Linked DNA regions of Zea mays: all the other regions are linked to region 2. The links are chromatin contacts, called in public Hi-C maps. All regions are on one chromosome and are shown on one strand. The core of a region is the stretch at or near the end of the contact, and the rest is flanking DNA. Distances in the headings are between cores, read along the strand shown. Region 1 has its middle 10 kb from the start of LOC103631695. Region 2 holds the start of LOC100281446 (vegetative storage protein). Region 3 holds the start of LOC100192783 (60S ribosomal protein L21-like).

Evidence for each region. Hi-C and Micro-C count contacts between places; a contact is called where the count stands out from the background.
Region 1: a contact with region 2 is called in a Hi-C map of tassel, with 2.3 times the contacts expected there. The contact joins the enhancer-like site here to the promoter of LOC100281446 in region 2. A contact is called at or near these places in 3 of 25 Hi-C or Micro-C datasets (ear, leaf and tassel).
Region 3: a contact with region 2 is called in a Hi-C map of tassel, with 4 times the contacts expected there. The contact joins the promoter of LOC100192783 here to the promoter of LOC100281446 in region 2. A contact is called at or near these places in 2 of 25 Hi-C or Micro-C datasets (ear and tassel).

What each region holds. Positions count from the first base shown.
Region 1 is chr1:8,734,230-8,738,151 of Zm-B73-REFERENCE-NAM-5.0, reverse strand. No RefSeq gene overlaps it. Among protein-coding and RNA genes, the nearest start is that of LOC103631695, 10 kb to the right of the region's middle. Within about 2 kb of position 2,466, at least 15 of the 20 cell types and tissues checked have an H3K27ac peak or open chromatin away from gene starts, as enhancers often do. A contact at or near this core is called in ear and tassel, where this site is marked.
Region 2 is chr1:8,915,427-8,919,088 of Zm-B73-REFERENCE-NAM-5.0, reverse strand. It overlaps LOC100281446 (vegetative storage protein), which reads left to right and starts at 1,751. Exons shown (of 1, transcript NM_001154364.2): 1 at 1,751-3,662. The coding sequence starts at 1,860. The coding sequence ends at 3,551. It overlaps LOC103631696 (pentatricopeptide repeat-containing protein At5g08305), which reads right to left and starts at 1,640. Exons shown (of 2, transcript XM_020545022.2): 1 at 1-1,640. The coding sequence starts at 1,545. The coding sequence ends at 40.
Region 3 is chr1:9,046,930-9,050,757 of Zm-B73-REFERENCE-NAM-5.0, reverse strand. It overlaps LOC100192783 (60S ribosomal protein L21-like), which reads right to left and starts at 2,120. Exons shown (of 2, transcript NM_001137977.2): 1 at 1,789-2,120; 2 at 1-78. The coding sequence starts at 2,025. It overlaps LOC103631697 (RPM1 interacting protein 13), which reads right to left. Exons shown (of 4, transcript XM_008652689.4): 4 at 3,668-3,828.

The sequences.
Region 1 (3,922 bases), core at 1,217-3,716, 180 kb after region 2:
TTGGGTAGATCATCGTCCGATTTTTCTGCATGCGGATTATATATCCTACCTACAGAATAGGATATTTGATCTAGAGAGGGAAATAAGCAACATAAATGAGGAGGAAGGTGGAGACAACAACAATGGGGGTGGTTTACAGGTGTAAGTATGCTCAGATCCATATAGCTGCTGCCCTTATCACAGCAAGAATGTTGGTCCTCACCTTCTCCATCGCAGCCACAGCAGACAACAACAATGTGGGAGCACTGCTAGAAAAATCTTATGTATCAATTGCTTTAAGCATGTTGATTTTCTTTATCAATTTCTTTAAGTCGTTTTCATCACTTGCTTTTAGTGTCCGATTTGAATCCATAATAAGTAGTTCATTACTAAATAACATTGTTTGATACTAAATAATACAGAATAAGAAGTTCATTACTACATAACATCATATAAGCACCTAGACTAGTGAGTGCAACGGGGCCATTTGCCCTTGCAAAATGCATCAGGGTTCTCCTCCATTGCGTCCTTTGCACGACGTGCACGCTCAAGCTTCTTCTCCTTCTCCTCCCTGCATTCAGCAACACGCCTCATTTCCTTCTCATCTACCCATTGTTGTTCGACCGCAAGCTGCTCTCGTCTTTTCTCTATCCTCTCTTTGTCCTCTAAATCCCACTTTTAAGATTCTCCAACCACTTCTTGTCTTTCTGTGAGATTTCTGTGTCAATCCACTGCTGAAAATCAGAGAGCGGTGGAGGAGTTTACAAAACATGCAATGATTAGTAGGCAAACAAAACATGCACCACTTTGATTACAAATTGTTAACATATTAAAAGATTATTCTCACCATTAAATTCATCCGGTGCTGAACAATCGTTGGCTCAAATGTATAGTTAGCACACATCCAATACCTCTGACGATAGGTGTCTTGATCCTCAGACTTTTCAACCTTGCAAAGATCACCACAAAAACACATAGGCACTGGAACACCAGTTGGCAAATGCAGCAGGTCAAAGGCAGTTCCGGTCAAAGGACCCTTCCTAAATTTCGATAAGATCTATAAGAATCACAAATATAATTTAATACAACGCTTACCTTTGTTTAGCAGATTCACCGTGTCTAGACATCATGCAAATCGATAATATGACAATAAAAAATGCTTCTAAAAATGATATCCAAAACCTAACCCTTACCCTATTAATCATACATAACAAAATAGGAAAAAAAAGGAGAGAGCTTACCTTGATACAGAGTAACAATGGATCCAAGTCGATGAATTAGGTTGATGTTTGTCGTTTTGAAGAATAGAAATGAGTATAAAAAATTGACGGCCGAAGGGGCATATTTATAGACACGTACCTCGGCGCCGTAGATCTTGGCGTCGAGGTAGGGGCCATGGATCTAGGTGCCTACCTCGGCGCCAAGATCTAGGGCGCCGAGGTATGTGCCACGTTAGTTCCACCGTGACCGGATTCTTACCTATGCATGCCAAAAAATGGCGCCGACACGTTGTACCTAGGCGCCAATGATAATGGCGCTGAGTCAGGGGTCCATTTTTTAAATGAAACTGCAAAGGGTGTATTTATGAAAATAAAACCCAAAAAGGGCTAAAATGCAAAAAAGTTGGGCACACCGGATGCCTCGTATAGTAATGACTAGTTTCATAAACTAGACATTGGGAAGGCACTAGCATTTCTGGTACAGTGGGTTGGTAAGCACCATAGGACTGTCACAAACCAGATACGTAGTTTTTGTGGAGCAGCTAATATATATATCATGGTAGTCGTCGAAACAGACTTTGGTCTCGATGTCGACAAATAACTCGAAAATCATTGCATTATATGAAGCATCAAAAGAATGTGTATGACTCCGAAGAATGATCAACTTGAGGATCATTTGAAGTTAGGTGAATTATCTTCTTTATTTCCTTATGTGAGTTTTCATAAAAATCTCTCACTTGAGGTTTTGAACGAGGTAATTCGTTTAACACAGTAACCGTGAGTAATGTACTCTTTCTTTGAATTTCTTTTCATTGAGTTTTAATGGAGTTTTAGGGTATTGCATCTCACAGGCATAGGGCCAAGCCAAGAGGGAGGGGTGCTAAGAACCCTGTAGCCAAAGATGCCTACTAGCTTTTGTCTATAAATAAGAGATGTCCTATATGTGAACAAAGCAGAAATAAATAAATACCTTTCTCTACGCTTTTGTCTTCTTTTGACTGGGGTAACAAAGGTTTGGACTACACTTGGTAACAAATGTTTATAACAGGGTCGATCCTTTCGCCCAGAGCAGAGTGCTGCTTGTTGCCGGTGGTGTGTAGTAGTAGCGTTATCCTATAGACATAGCGCACGAGATGCACGCGCTGAATCATCGTCAGAGTCAGAAAGCGCTTCATTAACGGCTGTCTGCCCACCCACCAGCCCACCACATCACCGGGTTGGCGGCTACCGGCGGGCCACGTCTCGCACTGGGGGCACGTCGCGTGCTTCTGCTGTGCGTGCACAGTCCCAAGCTTCAGCTTGTGTACTACAAACTCTGCCGTGCATGCATGGTCCAGTCCTTGCTCATGCATCGGTGCTACTCTTCCGCAGGTGGCCGGTGCTCCCAAAATCCACCGTGAAGTTGCCGTGTCACCTAACGCTGGGTGCAACTGCAACGTGCAAGTGCAACCTAGCTACTATCTACTACAGTACTTGCTCGTGGGGGGTTTATGTGTGTCACCTTTCTCTATTGCAATATACTACCTCCCTCCCGAATTTTTGCAGTGTCAAAGCATCTCTAAATTAACAAAATTTATATAATAAAATAATTTCATTTTATGATACCAAATAAGTATTATTAGGTTTTTTATTAATTACTCCCTCCGTTTCTTTTTTTATTTGTCGCTGGATAGTGTAAAATTGCACTATCCAGCGACAAATAAAAAGAAACGGAGGGAGTATATTTTTATAGTATATCAGCGTCCAAAGAACACCATTTGGATGCTAACAAAACATCCTTCGAATGTCTCTTCGCCGGAAAATAAATCCATGCAAGGTCTAACACCATGTAAGCCTCGTACTATGAATATAAGGATGAGATGTGGCCTTGTGGTTTGGATTTTATGTTGAGTGATTGTCAATTGAGTATCGTCTTGAGTTGATTTGTGTGGACTTATCAGGTGTGAGCGTGCGTACAACATATCCTTAGTTTGTGATGCATATGTGTGGAGTATAGAGGCAGTGGTCGACAAATGCCACACCTGGATTTAAGGGGGCACGAATTAAATATGTGTTAGGATCAAGTCTTACACATATGATGACACATGATACAGAAATCAATGTTACATCTTTATTATATAATAGAGGTTCCGTACAAAATAGCTAAATAATTAAATCATATGATGACAACGATCATCCACAACCATAATTGACTGGGAGACGACGACCTAGACCTCTCACGAACTCATCGCGACATCCTTCATGCTCCTCATCTTGGCGGTACCTGTTCTTGACCTGGTGTGAGTTTAGCAAGAGTGAGCTCACATACGTTCATCGCTCAACAAGTTGTGGGAAATAATATGCATTAGCTCACTTACGGTAGGGACTCATGTGAAGTGTAAGTCATATCAACAAATAGGGGTTAAGGATGAACATTGCTTTTAATAAGTTGGTCAAAATTTTATTAGGAGTTACTAAGTATAAGTAGACACCAACCCAATTAAATAATTGATCACAATTGATAATAATAAATCCCACAATGCAATGCAAATGACAGATTAAGTTTAATTTCATAAGTTACTCATGTGAGGGTCTGAGTCGCTCATGACCATGAGCACGACTGATATACCAGTTTTACATTATGCAGAGGTTGCACATCTTTACCCACAAGACGTGTTTTCCGTTTATCCAGGTTTTACAAGACCCTTAGACAGTTCCAAGGTGAATGGCTAGGGGTCCACTGT
Region 2 (3,662 bases), core at 502-3,001:
AATTGTTTGTTGAGTGATCTACAGGTGCAAGCGCAACCATCATTCTAGCAGTGTGCACAGGAGGTAATCTGGAATAGTAGCATCATCCTTCATTTTCATCTCTATTGCTATTAGATTCAGCAACTCATAGATCTTCACTGAGCCAGGATGAGTCTTGTCCTGGGCAGTGAACCTGGAGAGCCCTCCACCAACATCAATCTCACTAAATCCAGGGACCTTTTTTACACCCCTATCCTCCATCACCTTTCTAGCTTTCTTTGCCTCTTGCCACCGTCTGGCAACAGCATAGATATTGGACAGGCCAATGTACCTGCCATCGTGGTCTGGCTGCAACTGGACAAGCCGCCTACCGAGTACCTCGCCCAGCTCCACCCATCCATGCAAATGACAGGCATTTAAGAGAGCACCAAGCACAGAAACACTAGGTTTCATTGGCATACTTTTAACAACACCGTACACTTCCTCCAGGCGTCCTGCTCTGCCAAGCACATCTACCAGGCAAGCATAATGCTCGACATGTGGTCTGAGCCCTTGCGCTTCAAGTGAGCGGAAGAACTCCCAAGCCTCATCCACTAGACCGCCGTGGGCACAAGCGCTCAGCAGACAAAGGTACGTGATCTCATCCGGCGCAACCCCAGCACGCTGCATCTCCAGGAATATCTCCACCGATTTGGTGGCCATGCCATGCACCGCAAGGCCACCGATCACAGCATTCCATATCAGAACATCGGTGCTCTCCACCGGCACAGCCCAGAACACCTCCATTGCCTCACTGATGGCCCCACACTTGGCATACATGTCAACGAGCGAGGTTGCAAGCCTGAGGTTCAATGCAAAGCCACGTTCCCTCAGGCACCGGTGCGCCCGCCTTCCGCGCTCGAGGTCTCCAAGCTGAGCACAGGCTCCAAGCACGCTCACCATCGTGACGTCGTTAGCCCTCGCCCCACCCCCACCATCCTCCTCCTCTGCTGACCTGGCGGCAGCATTCTCCATCATCTCGAACAGCGCGAGCGCCTCGCGGTGCTCCCCACACTTGACGCACCCGTCGATCATGGCGCTCCAGGACACCACGTCCCGCTGGGGCATCCGAGCGAACACCTTTCGCGCAGCGGGGAGGTCGTGGCACTTGGCGTACCCATCGAGGAGCGCGTTCCAGGAGACAAGGTTGGGGCGCGGGATTTCGTCGAACACTCGGTTGGCGTGGTCCGGCAGGGCGCAGGCCGCGTACATGTGGACGAGGGAGTTGGCGACGTGGAGGTCGGCGGGGAGGAGCCCGAGCCGCAGCGGGTGCGCGTGGAGCGCAGACGCGAGGGAGGCGGAGGAAAGGCGCGCGGCGGCGCGGGCAAGGAATGGGAAAGTGAAGTGGGACGGGCGGAGGGAGGAGCGGAGGAGGAGGATGAAGACGGAGAAGGAGAGGGAGGGGAACGGCGAGGATGAGGTTGACCTGATGAGGTGGTCGAGGAGCTGGGTGGTGAGCATGCGGCCGCGGAGGTGGCGGAGAAGGTGCGGCAGCGTCGGCGGGCAGGGAGGCGGAGGCATGAGCATCAGTGAGACCGTCAGCTAGTAGATAACCAACGAATACGCCTTCAAATCCAGCCTTCCCGGGTTGCCGCTGCTCTAAAACAGGTCATGCTCATACCCCGAAGGGCCAATTCGCTGTATGCCATTGGAAAATATACTTGTTCCTTGTGTGCCACTGGCCTCACATATCATAAACACCAAAACATATACCTATATGCCACTCAGTGGCACACAAGGAATGAATATAAAATCTGCATACCAGGAATTTTTCCTACCCCGAAACCGCCGCCACGCCGTCGCTGATCACCAGCGCCCATCACACACCGCCTTAGACGCCCATGCTCGCCGTGGCCGCGTCCCTCAGGGCCTCGGCCTCCGCGGTGGCCGAAGCTGGCGGCGACCCGGCCGTTCTTCACGCGGTCCTCATCAAGACCGCCTCGTCCTCTCGCGCCGCCTACAACCTCCTCTTCTCCCGCTACCATCCGTCGCTCTCGCTGCACCTCCTCTCCCACCTCCCGTTCTGCTTCCGCCCCACCGCCGGCTCGCTCACCTCCTCGCTCTCCTCCCTCTCCGCTTCCTCCCCGGCCTCCGCGCTCCCGCTCCTCCGCCGCGTCCTCGGCATGTCCCCTGCTCTCCTCTGCGACGGCCCGCTATCCTCACTCCTCCGCTCCATGCCGCCGTCCATCGCACCGCACGTGCACGCCCTCGCCTTCAAGCTCGCCCTCTCGTCGTCCCCCTACTCCGCCTCTTGCCTTATTACTCTCTACTCCAGAGCCCGCTCCCCGGCATGCGCCCGCCACCTGTTCGATGAAATCCCCGTTGCAAATCGGGACTCCGTTTGCTACTCCTCCACGATTGTTGGGCTCGCACAGAATGGGTGGTACGAAGAATCCCTCTCTGTGTTCGCTGGCATGCGCGCAAACGGTGTTGATTCTACCATGCATGCGCTCTCCGGTTCTCTCCGGGCAGCTGCAGGGCTTGCTGTGCTGGAGCAGACTTGTGGGATTCACGCCCATGCGGTGGTAGTTGGGCTTGATGGAAATGTGGCTGTTGGGACCGCCCTGGTGGATGCTTATGGTAAGGCTGGAGATGTGGATGATGCAGCCAAGGTTTTTGAGGGGTTGGGTGGTGACCGAAACCTGATTACATGGAACGCGGTGCTTTCTGCTCATGCTCAGCAGGGAGATGTGCAGGAGGTCACTGGACTGTTTAACCAGATGATGAAGCTGGGTTTTGCCCCTGATGGGCTAACATTCCTTGCTGTTCTCACGTCATGTAGTAATGCCGGAGCAGCCACTGAAGCCAAGTTTTGGTTGGAAGCAATGCAGTCGAAGTACGGCGTGAAGCCTGACCTTGAGCATTATACTTGCGTGGTGGGTGCAATGGCACGGGTGGGGCATCTAGAGGATGCAGAGAGTTTTGCTTGTACAATGCCATGCAAACCAGATGCAGCAGTGTGGCGGACACTTCTAATGGGCTGTGTGGTTCACCGCAGGGTTGACATGGCAGAATCCATGGGACAGAGGCTTCTGGAGATTAATCCCAAGGATGACTCAGCTTATGTCATGCTTGCCAACGTCTACTCAACAGCTGGGAAAACAAATGAGGAGGCTGAGGCATGGACTGCAATGAGGGACCATGGGGTCAGGAAGGAAGGTGGGCGAAGTTGGATTGAGGTCAGAGGGCTGGTACATGTTTTTGTTGCAAACGAAAGAAGGCATGAACAGCTGCTAGAAATATATGACAAACTGCATGAATTGATTCAAGAGGTAGAGAAGTTAGGGTACAAGGAGGCAGATGAGAGACTTTGGCATCATAGTGAAAGATTGGCTCTTGCATATGGGTTGATCAGTGGTGCTGCACCATCAGGAAAGGTGTTGAGAATAGTTAAGAACTTGAGAATATGTGCTCATTGTCATGAATTCTTCAAGTATGCTAGCATGGTGATCGACAGAGTAATTGTAGTACGGGATGTCAATAGGTACCACACAATTAAGAAAGGTGATTGCAGTTGCAGAGGCTGCTGGTGAAACACATATATCTTGAGGATAAACTATGAGGCAAGAAGCATCTGTATGATTTGCCGATAATCCACGAGATAATTGACTCCAGGAAAAAAACTCACTGCAGGATTGATTGGA
Region 3 (3,828 bases), core at 871-3,370, 130 kb before region 2:
GAACTCCTCTGTGCAACGGGAGGGCTGCACATGCTCCACACGGACATGGATACGCTTCCTGATGATGCGGCCATTAACCTAAAGGCACCAGAAAAAGCCAAATATTACCACGGTGAATCAGTCCATATAGTTGCATTAACTCATAACGAAAAAAAGACAAGTCAAGGGCACCATCACTTGTGCCTAACCAAAAAGAAGAATGGCAGGGGGCATGCATCTTTGCAAAGTCACTCTTTACAACAAACCATAACTTTAGACAAATGTGAACACGAAGGAACTAAACTGCATATCCAACAGTTTAGGTTCAAGTGAAAGGGAGACATGTTTTACTATGTGAAGCAAGCTTGAACGAAACGAGGCTTGGAGCATAAGTGCATTACTATGTGAACACGAAGGAGTATATTATTATTACTATATACATCTAATCTGCATACATATTGATCCAACATGAACTTAAACAATGTAAAGAAATAGGAAGCATAATTGCAGAACAAATTTACATATGTATCATCCAAACAGGCTCCCCTGCTGCTACTGGTAACAGAAGAGGTGCCAGAATGACAGATTTTGATGTATGCCCATCACACGTATGGACGTGTGCCACAATACCCTCTCTCGTGGAATACCACGCCACCCCATAGCTTAAGGGGTAAGCGCTCGGCCTAGGGCAAAAAAACAAGAAGAATCGAACTGTTCTGGCACATCAATACCCAATGTTATGGGAACAGTTGTCAAAATGAGCAAATTGTCACTATGCCAGTACTTGATAAGGTTCCAGTTCTGAACTTCAAGTAGGTCTAAATAAGTGTCAAATTAGGAATGTTAAATTTTAAAGACAACTACGGGGGTGTTTGGTTTCTAGGGACTAATGTTTAGTCCCTTCATTTTATTCCTTTTTAATCTATAAATTGCTAAATATAGAAACTAAAATAAAGTTTTAGTTTCTATATTTAGCAATTTTTGAACTAAAATGGAATAAAATGTAGGGACTAAACATTAGAGCAACTCCAGTAGTTCTCTAAAGACTTTCTAAATCAATAATTTAGGTAGTTAACATGAAAACTATTTTCCAACAGTTCTCTAAATGAACTTTCTAAATTTAACAACTTGTCATCTAACCTCATTTTCTCTCTACATTTGGCAATCATTTAACAACTCCCTAAACAAAAAATATTGACTGCATTATATAGTTTTTGTGACTTATTTTTTATGTGGATAGATACAAAACAAAATTACAACCTATATTTAGAGAACTATTGGAGAACTCATATTTTTTTACTCTAAAAGCTATTTAGCAACTTCTTAAATCTGTGATTTAGAGAGCTAAAATTTACATAACTATTGGAGTTGCTCTTAGTCCTTAAAAACCAAACACCCTCTACATCAATTTGGTACTAATCAACACGAATTTGACATAAAAAACACAAAACAGTGTGCACTCAATATATCAAACATTGGACAGAACAAGAGATAAACTACGTAATTTCAAGAGTTCACACTTCATTATGCTATTAAATTACAATCCAGCACTCTGCACAGCTTAAAATACCACAAGTGCGAGCGAATTTATGTGAGCATTAGTATATGCGTCCGCAAACGTACGACTCGGATTTCTTTCCATGAAATGGTCTCTATCTCAGGCGGAGGACACTGAAAACTACTGTATCTATGTATCATGAAAAAAAATATCGCTGTATTGCCATCAACCAGCAGCAGCACACATCTAGCAAACCGGCGGCGCATACGGAACGAATGACAACACAGGGTATGCTGGTGCGGGCGTTATACCTGCTTGTTGATCTCAACGCCGATGGCGCGCTTGGTGACGTTCCAGACGCGACCGGTGCGGCCGTGGTAGAACTTGTGCGGCATGCCCTTGTGCACGGCGCCGTTCACCTTGACGTCGACGTAGTCGCCGATCTTGTAGGTGCGCAGGTACGTGGTGAGCGGGATGTAACCCTTCTTGCGGAACGGCCGCGCGAACAGGTCGCGGGTCCGCGACCGAAGCCCGTGCCCCGCCGGCATCTTCCTCCTGTTTCCTGCGGCTGGGCGGCGGCGGCGGCGGCTGCTGCTACTGCGGGAGTGTGCTGCTGCGGCTCTAGGGTTCGCGAGGGACCGGGGACGTGACACTTGTATGTGTGACCTTTGGGCGGTGGCCTGGTAGCGATGACTCTGTGCTGGTTTTGAAATGGGCCTTCATGGGCTGCATTTTCTTGCGTTACTAGGCTGGGAACTGATGATCCTATAACGACGTGGTGGGCTCATGCTGTTTCAAGGGGTTCGCCATGTTTTCGTTTATTATGTCAAAATAAGAAAATAATCGGAACAGAGGCCGATACAAAAATCGGGAACGGACTACCGAAGTCCGAGGTACAGTACGATATATAGTGCGTCGACGCACCTAAATCCTATACGCTCAACAAAATTAAAAAAGAGAGAGAGGGAGAAGAAGCGATTTCGACAAAAAGCGAGGCCAGAGATACGCTAGTGTCCTCTCCTGCTTCCATGCCGGTGGTGACATACTGACATCTCATACTTCCATGCCGGTGGTGACATCTCCTATTTCCATGCCGTTGACGACATCAACCACCGGCAGAGATACGCTAGTGTCCTCTCCTGCTTCCATGCCGGTGGCGACATCTCATACTTCCATACCGGTGGTGACATCTCCTATTTCCACGCCGGTGGCGACATCAACCACCGGCGGTGACAAGTCCATCTGTAACCTGTTGTACCTAGAAACCATGGGAAAACCTTTCATCTCTGCAGGCGACGTCGCCCAGCGCAAGGGAAAACGCCGCCACGACGACGCGGCTCGCACGGCTATGCCGGACGACAAGGGCGAAGAGAAAAAGGCTAAGATCGATAAGGCGGTCCGCGGCTCGAGCCTCTGGACGCGCCGCCGTGCTAACACCGCAACGACGTCAGACCTCGTGATTCGTGTGCCTGAGCGCGAGTCTCGCTTCTGCATGCTTCAAGACTGTTGTGCCTCCTCCTGCTGCGGCAGTATTCATGGCAGTAAGTGGCGGCTTCAGAAGAGAAGCAAGATTGAGGCTAAATAATCCAAGTCTGAACTTGCGGGTAATTAGATCAAGTAATAAAAAAACACAAAGTAATACTAGCGTCATATTCTTTGCTTTGGATGTGAGCCATGTTGATTTGATGCCTGGAGTTCTGATCAAGGTTTTTGTTTTTTTGGTTGTTTGGTTTGGATCTTTGTTATAATCTTAAATAAATGACTATCGTGTTGATGGGTTTCCTGCTTGTAGGTCGAACGAGAGTACTTATCCTAAACGTGATTTATACTAATCCATCCATATAGATATGTTGGATCTCGCTTAGTCTAAACCCCATTCCTTATAAATATAATATAAATAGGCACATTTCAATGGATCAATCTACTTTATTTACTCTTCTTTATCATTCCTACTTTAGAAGTAATTGTAGTTTTCCACATATCTACCTTTATCGCAATCCGACTCTACATCGTCTAGATCCATCTTGAATGGTCTGTCGACCCTAAAACGACCCTTAGATCTTAATTCCTGATTAACTCTACGTCTCTACGTCGTCTAGGGACGCCCGAGTATTACATCCAAGCCCGAGTATTACGTCCGAATTTAAAGACAAATCCAAATACATATCAAATGTATGCTAAAATCAAATCTAACACATAATAACTCATGGTAAAGAAATCAATGTCACATCATTATTAACTCTCGTCGTCTAACCTCACTCGTATAAAACGAGCACCTGTTTTACCATTGGACAAGGTGCTGAAACCTCACCAGCTATAGTATGTTGCAAATCAGTGTTACCACCCGACCA